Regions from separate parts of the Rattus norvegicus genome. Here region 1 is linked to region 2. Evidence: chromatin contacts called from public Hi-C data. All regions are on one chromosome and are shown on one strand. Each heading gives the region's core, a stretch centred on a gene start, on an enhancer-like site or on the middle of the called end of the contact. The rest is flanking DNA. Distances are from core to core; before and after follow the strand shown.

Region 1 (2,700 bases), core at 88-2,587, 36 kb after region 2:
GGTAGCTGCTTGCTTGGTCTCTGCCCTGAAGACTGGGAGGCCAAAGGTGAGAGTTTGTCCTCTGGCCATTTTGACAGCCTGTATTCTGCATGAATGGTGGGTCACCATCTACCTCCCCAGCCTCTGCTCATAAGAAGCACAGCCCTCACTCCAGGTTGAAGAAAGTTGGAAGGCTAATTTGAAGTTTAGAGGTCTAATCTGGTAGGAAACAAGGCACCACTATGGGATTGTTTTTTGTTTTTGTTATTGTTTTTGTTTGTTTGTTCTTTATAAGTTCGTTTCTTTCCCTAAAAGCTGCAGTTGAGTTCACTATGAGGTCTTAGTGCCTTCCTATATCAAGTTCAGTCCTGCAGGCCTTAGACCACAGCTGAGGCTCTTTGAGAAGTTTCTTATTTTTCCAGGGTCAGAGCACGTTAGACTTGACCAGTTTTTCTTTCTCCTCAAGTCTCCCCAGGACCACTCAGTGGGTGGCTGTAGCGGGAGCTCTGAAGTGACCTTTACCCCCTTCCCAGGAGGCCTCTGCCCGCTTCTCACCTGAACTAAACCCCAGAGTGGGTGCAGCGCACAATGCAGCAGAAGTGAGGGCCAGCAGCAGCCATGGCGCAGCACCAGGTCCCGGAGAAGCATCTCGGCCCGCGGCGCCCACTGGTGAGCTAACTGTCAAGGGAGTAAGGCTTGAGTCAGGTGGACACTGCATAGGCACGGTAGCATCAATTCAAGAACCACGCGATGAGCACTCACTTGCCCCGCACTTTGGGGCACCTGCGCAAATCAAGTCTTCATCTTCCTTCCAGCGCGCGCACATACTTGCTGACTCTCAGTGCTTTCCCAGAACTCACGCCCTACCTATCCTGGCGCACACCTCTGCCCCTTCAGAATACTGCATGCACACCTTGATCCTATGCACACCTCCAGAAACATCCAAACACACTTACTGAACCTCATACGACCCAATAAACGGTCATGCACAACTCTGACTTCAAACCCAGCGAGAATCACTCGCTCTGCGCGCGCACGCACTGTGACCCCCATGCACCGCCACCGACTCCCGCCCGCACACTCCTTGACTCTGCTTGCACAGTACCACCAAATCACTCGCTGCGTGTAGTCTCCCTGCCCCAGGGACTTCACTGCGCACACTGTCACATAGGCACCTCCGTGTGTGTCCCCATTTGCCGCCCAAACCCCAGTTACTGCTCCCAGGAAGGCGTAGGTTTTCCTGCACGCCCCCATCACCGCCCGCACCCCTCCGATGCCTCACGCCACCTTGCCTGGTGGCGACCCCCACCGATCGTCGACACGGAGAAGGGAGCTCAGGGTTCCCCCCACGGCAGCTCTGTTCTCAGCGGCTGGCTGGACAGCCCCCATTTAAAGCCAGCCGCCTCCCCAGTCCCCCGCCCTCTAGGCGGGGCCTCCAAGCTCACCCTGGCGGCTGCGCGCGCGCTCGGGGGCTTCACTTGCAGAGGACGAGCGCGGGCCGCTGAAGCAAAAGTTTGCGCGCTGCGTGGGCCTCCAGGGCAGCTGATCTGGGAGACCGGGGCGCGGCGCGCTCGCACGGGGCTCCAGGCTCCGCTTGGCCGCGCGCGGGCCGGGAAAGGCGGTCACCTCTGAACCCGTGGTCCCGGTCGGGCTGCCCAGGCAGAGGGCGGGGAAAGTGTCCTCGGATCCTCCGCTAGCCGGCTGCACAAGTCCTCCTTCAGCCCGGCCACGGGTCCCTGCGCCGCCCCGGTCCCCGCCCTTCCCGGTGGCGCCGAGCGGCTACCCGGGGCGCAGGGTACCCGGGGCCCGCTGGAGGCAGCGGGCGAGAGGCGCCGGCCGGGAGCACCCGCTCCGGCAGCAGGGCCGCGGGCGGAGGCGAAATAAATAATGCACGAAAAAGGAAAACAGACGTGAGCGGAGCCAGAGCCTCGCCCGCCTCCCTCCCGGGCTGCGCTCCCGCCCGCGCTCCCCGCTGCCGCGGCCGCCAGCGCCGCTGCAGTGATTCCTCGTCTCCATCTAGCGAGGCTATTGTGTATTGGGCGCTTAATAATTTATTTATTCACCCTAGAGGCCGAGGACTCCCAGTGACAGTGGCAACCTGCTTCTGCTTGCCCTTCCCTCAAGTTCATCCTGCAGGCTGCGGGAAGGTAGTAGTAAGGTCTGACAAGTGGGGACCCCTCTGCCCGCAATCATCGCGGACGCCCCTCAGGTTCTTCTTGTGCCGAACTGGGATGGTGCTGGCTAGCCCTCCCAGCAATGTGCCTGACCCTGACCTCCCTCCTTTTGGCTGTCATGCCCTCCAGACCTCTCTCTTTACTCAGTTGCGTCTTAGGGGGAGTTGCGACGTTTCAGGGACCCAGAGTTTTTCCGCAAACTCCTGTTGGATGCGAAATTATCAACAAGTCGGTTCTTCAGGAAGGAACTGGTTGGATCTCCTTCAAACAAGCTGCTTGCTGCTCCTACCTCACAGGAACCTTCCCAGGCGCCATGCAGGCGCCCTGCTCATCTGGTGATAGCGCTTTATTAAGTGCTCTGATTGATGTTCCGGGGAGGTGGGGGTGTGACAATTCCAGTCAAAGTCCCAAAGAGCTGGGCAGTCCTGTCTGGGGTTGGATGACAGAAAGGGAGGCTTATAGTGGAGGATAGATATCACAGCCCACTGGTTAAGAAAGTTACTTAGTTCCCCTTGGCTGTCTCCAAGGGCGCCCTTGAGTCACTCCA
Region 2 (2,750 bases), core at 22-2,521:
GGCACACCAGTAACTCCAGAGCTGGGGGAGGGGTAGTGACAGGATAGGCAGATGGTTGAAGATTATTATAGAAGAAATCCAAAGGTAGACCTCAGGCACCTAGACACACACACACACACACACACACACACACACACACACACACGCATACACGCATACACGCACACAGACACACACTCACACACTCACACACTCACACACTCTCACTCACACACTCACACAGACACACACACATGTACATGCACTCACACACATTCATTCACAGACATCCACATATACTCGCACACAATCACTCATTCACATACACTCACACAAGTCACACACTCACACACAAAATCACTCACACACACTCACAGACACATACATGTGCATGTACATGTATGTGCGTACGCACTCACACACATGCACTCAGTCACACACATGCACATACTCACATGTACTCATATATACACATGTGCACACACATGCACACACGCACATGCACTCACTCACATACTCACACTCACACACTTACACTTACACACTCACAGACATACATGTGCACACACATGTATTCACTCACACACTTATACTCACACACACTTACACACACACACACACACACACACACACACACACACAGAGGGTCGGGAGGGACAGTAATTTTCCATCTTGAGCCATGTCTTTACCTGGTGCTCTGCCTCTCAACCCTATGTGGGGTCCTCTCCAGAGGCACCCTACGCTTAGGCCCAGACTGAATGCCAGGCACTGCTGGGACACCACAGGCCTTGAGGACATCATTGACATCATTAGACACTTCTCCTGGGTTTCAAAGTCTTTGGTGACTCATGCCCTCAGGCTGCCCTAGTGGTTTGTGGCTGGTTCCCTGGGAACTGAAAGGGTTGTAGGCCTAATTGGCCTTCATTAGATTGACTATGCTCTGCTGAGGAGGACCTCCTACCCTGGTCCACAGAGCAGCCCAGGTCCACAAGCAGTGACGAACCAGGCCAGCACTGGCTTGTCCTTGTACTTCAGAAGTCATTCCCTTGCTCCCTCCAGGGTTAAGGACCCTGAACCTGCTTCCTGAACACTGTGAGGTACCTCATGCAAAGGGTAGGCCAGGCCCTGAACATGATGTCTTCATGGCCTTGGCAATGTCGCTGGGTAGAGATAACAGAGCCACACAGCTGCTTCACAGGACAATTTTATGGTCCAGTCTGTACTTGGGATGTGTGTCCTCTCTCCTCTCTCCTGTCACCACAAGGTTGTCAAGGGAGCTGTCTTGCTCCTCTAAGGTTTGAGGACACAGGGCATATTGACAACTTGTCCTTGCCCCAGACAGTGTCCTAGGATATGCCCTGGTTCTGTGTGGTTTTCTAGGGAAGTGAGGAGGTCTGTTAAAGATTTGAGTTGTTCCAGGACCTGTTTCATGTCCCTCAGGGCCCAGGGAGGCCACTGAGGCTTAGAATCGTCTCAGGGCGTCACAGCAACCTCAGTCTGAGCCTACCTTTCTGATCTGGCCCAAAAGCAAAGCTTGTCCTCGCTCAGTTCCTTCACAAGTTCCCAACTCTTCCCCTGCCTCAGTGCCTGAAGCCCTGGCACTGCTGGGCAGTTTGACACAGACCCAATGCCTCCTAAGGAAGGAGGTGTGGGGTAGGGCCACCAGTCCCTCTCACAGCCTGCCCCGCATAGAGACCCATTGTCTGTGGACACAAGGAACTGACTCTCAGCAGCTGCTAGCCATTTACAGGCGCTGGGCATCTATGGGGAGGCCTGTGCCAGGGCGTCCACCACCCATGGAGGCCTTGGGGTCAGTGTGGGGGTGAAGCTGTTTTGCATTTCTCACCTGTGACCATGGGTTGGGGCTAGACTTGAAACCACAGATAAACCACAGGGCTTTGGTGCTTGTGCAACTTGAACCCAGGCCTCACATCTAGAGTTTCTAGGGGGAAACCCAGTGAAATAAACACCATATTCGAATTCTAGGTCACCACGCTAGTGGGTGGGGGTATGCAGACAGATAATGCTGTGCTTAGCTTATCTTGTGTCCACCAGTTCTTTTGCAGCCATGATGGAAGTCCCCCCTTTTCATCGCCAGCCACCCAGGTGCCCCGGTTTTCTGCTGACAACTGGGCCAGAAAGGCAGCCACACTATGATATGGATAAAGCCTTTCTCAGTGTCTGAAGGGGGTAAGTAAGGTAGGGTAGGGTCAGTGGGTCACCTGGACTATATTTGGCTGCAAAACACAGGGGATGACAAGCCGGTCCCTGGCTGGGATGCTTAGAACTTTGGTCCTACACTCGGTATAGCCCTCAAAGCCTTGTCTCTGCCCCCAGCTTCTTCTCAGTCTTTCCTGTGCATGCAGCATCTCCCAGATGTGCACCACTGGTCTGGCCAGTCCCAGGCTGGAGATAGCCAACAGTAAGGAGTCCTCCTCAGTCTCACCAGGAGCTGTGTCTTCACCCAGATTCAGCCCCACACTGGACGTTCCTCCTCCTGGGCTTCTATCTCTGAGTCTCATAGCCACCAACCAACCCCATTTCGTCTTTCCCTTTCTCTGCTTTGCTCTGCTCCTGACTTCTGGCCTGCTAGAGTGAACCCATCTTCCTCGCACCCAGAGGCTCCTCCTCCCTGGGTGTCCATTGCTCAGTTTTGGGCACTGATTATCCACACTGGCTTTGAATCAGGAGCTGGAGTAAAGTGCAGGCTCTGGGCTGGCAAGCCATTCAGCATGTTTAACGCTATCTGTTTGAGTCATGATAACCCGAAG

What was found. Hi-C and Micro-C count contacts between places; a contact is called where the count stands out from the background.
Region 1: a contact with region 2 is called in a Hi-C map of Schwann cells, with 2.1 times the contacts expected there. The contact joins the promoter of Prima1 here to the enhancer-like site in region 2. A contact is called at or near these places in 2 of 12 Hi-C or Micro-C datasets (Schwann cells and frontal cortex).

Annotation. Positions count from the first base shown.
Region 1 is chr6:128,153,299-128,155,998 of GRCr8, forward strand. It overlaps Prima1 (proline rich membrane anchor 1), which reads right to left and starts at 1,338. Exons shown (of 5, transcript NM_001108721.2): 1 at 1,267-1,338; 2 at 535-657. The coding sequence starts at 627.
Region 2 is chr6:128,117,055-128,119,804 of GRCr8, forward strand. The region is part of intron 3 of Prima1 (proline rich membrane anchor 1); the gene reads right to left. Among named protein-coding and RNA genes, the nearest start is that of Prima1, 36 kb to the right of the region's middle. Within about 2 kb of position 1,272, at least 49 of the 93 cell types and tissues checked have an H3K27ac peak or open chromatin away from gene starts, as enhancers often do. A contact at or near this core is called in Schwann cells, where this site is marked.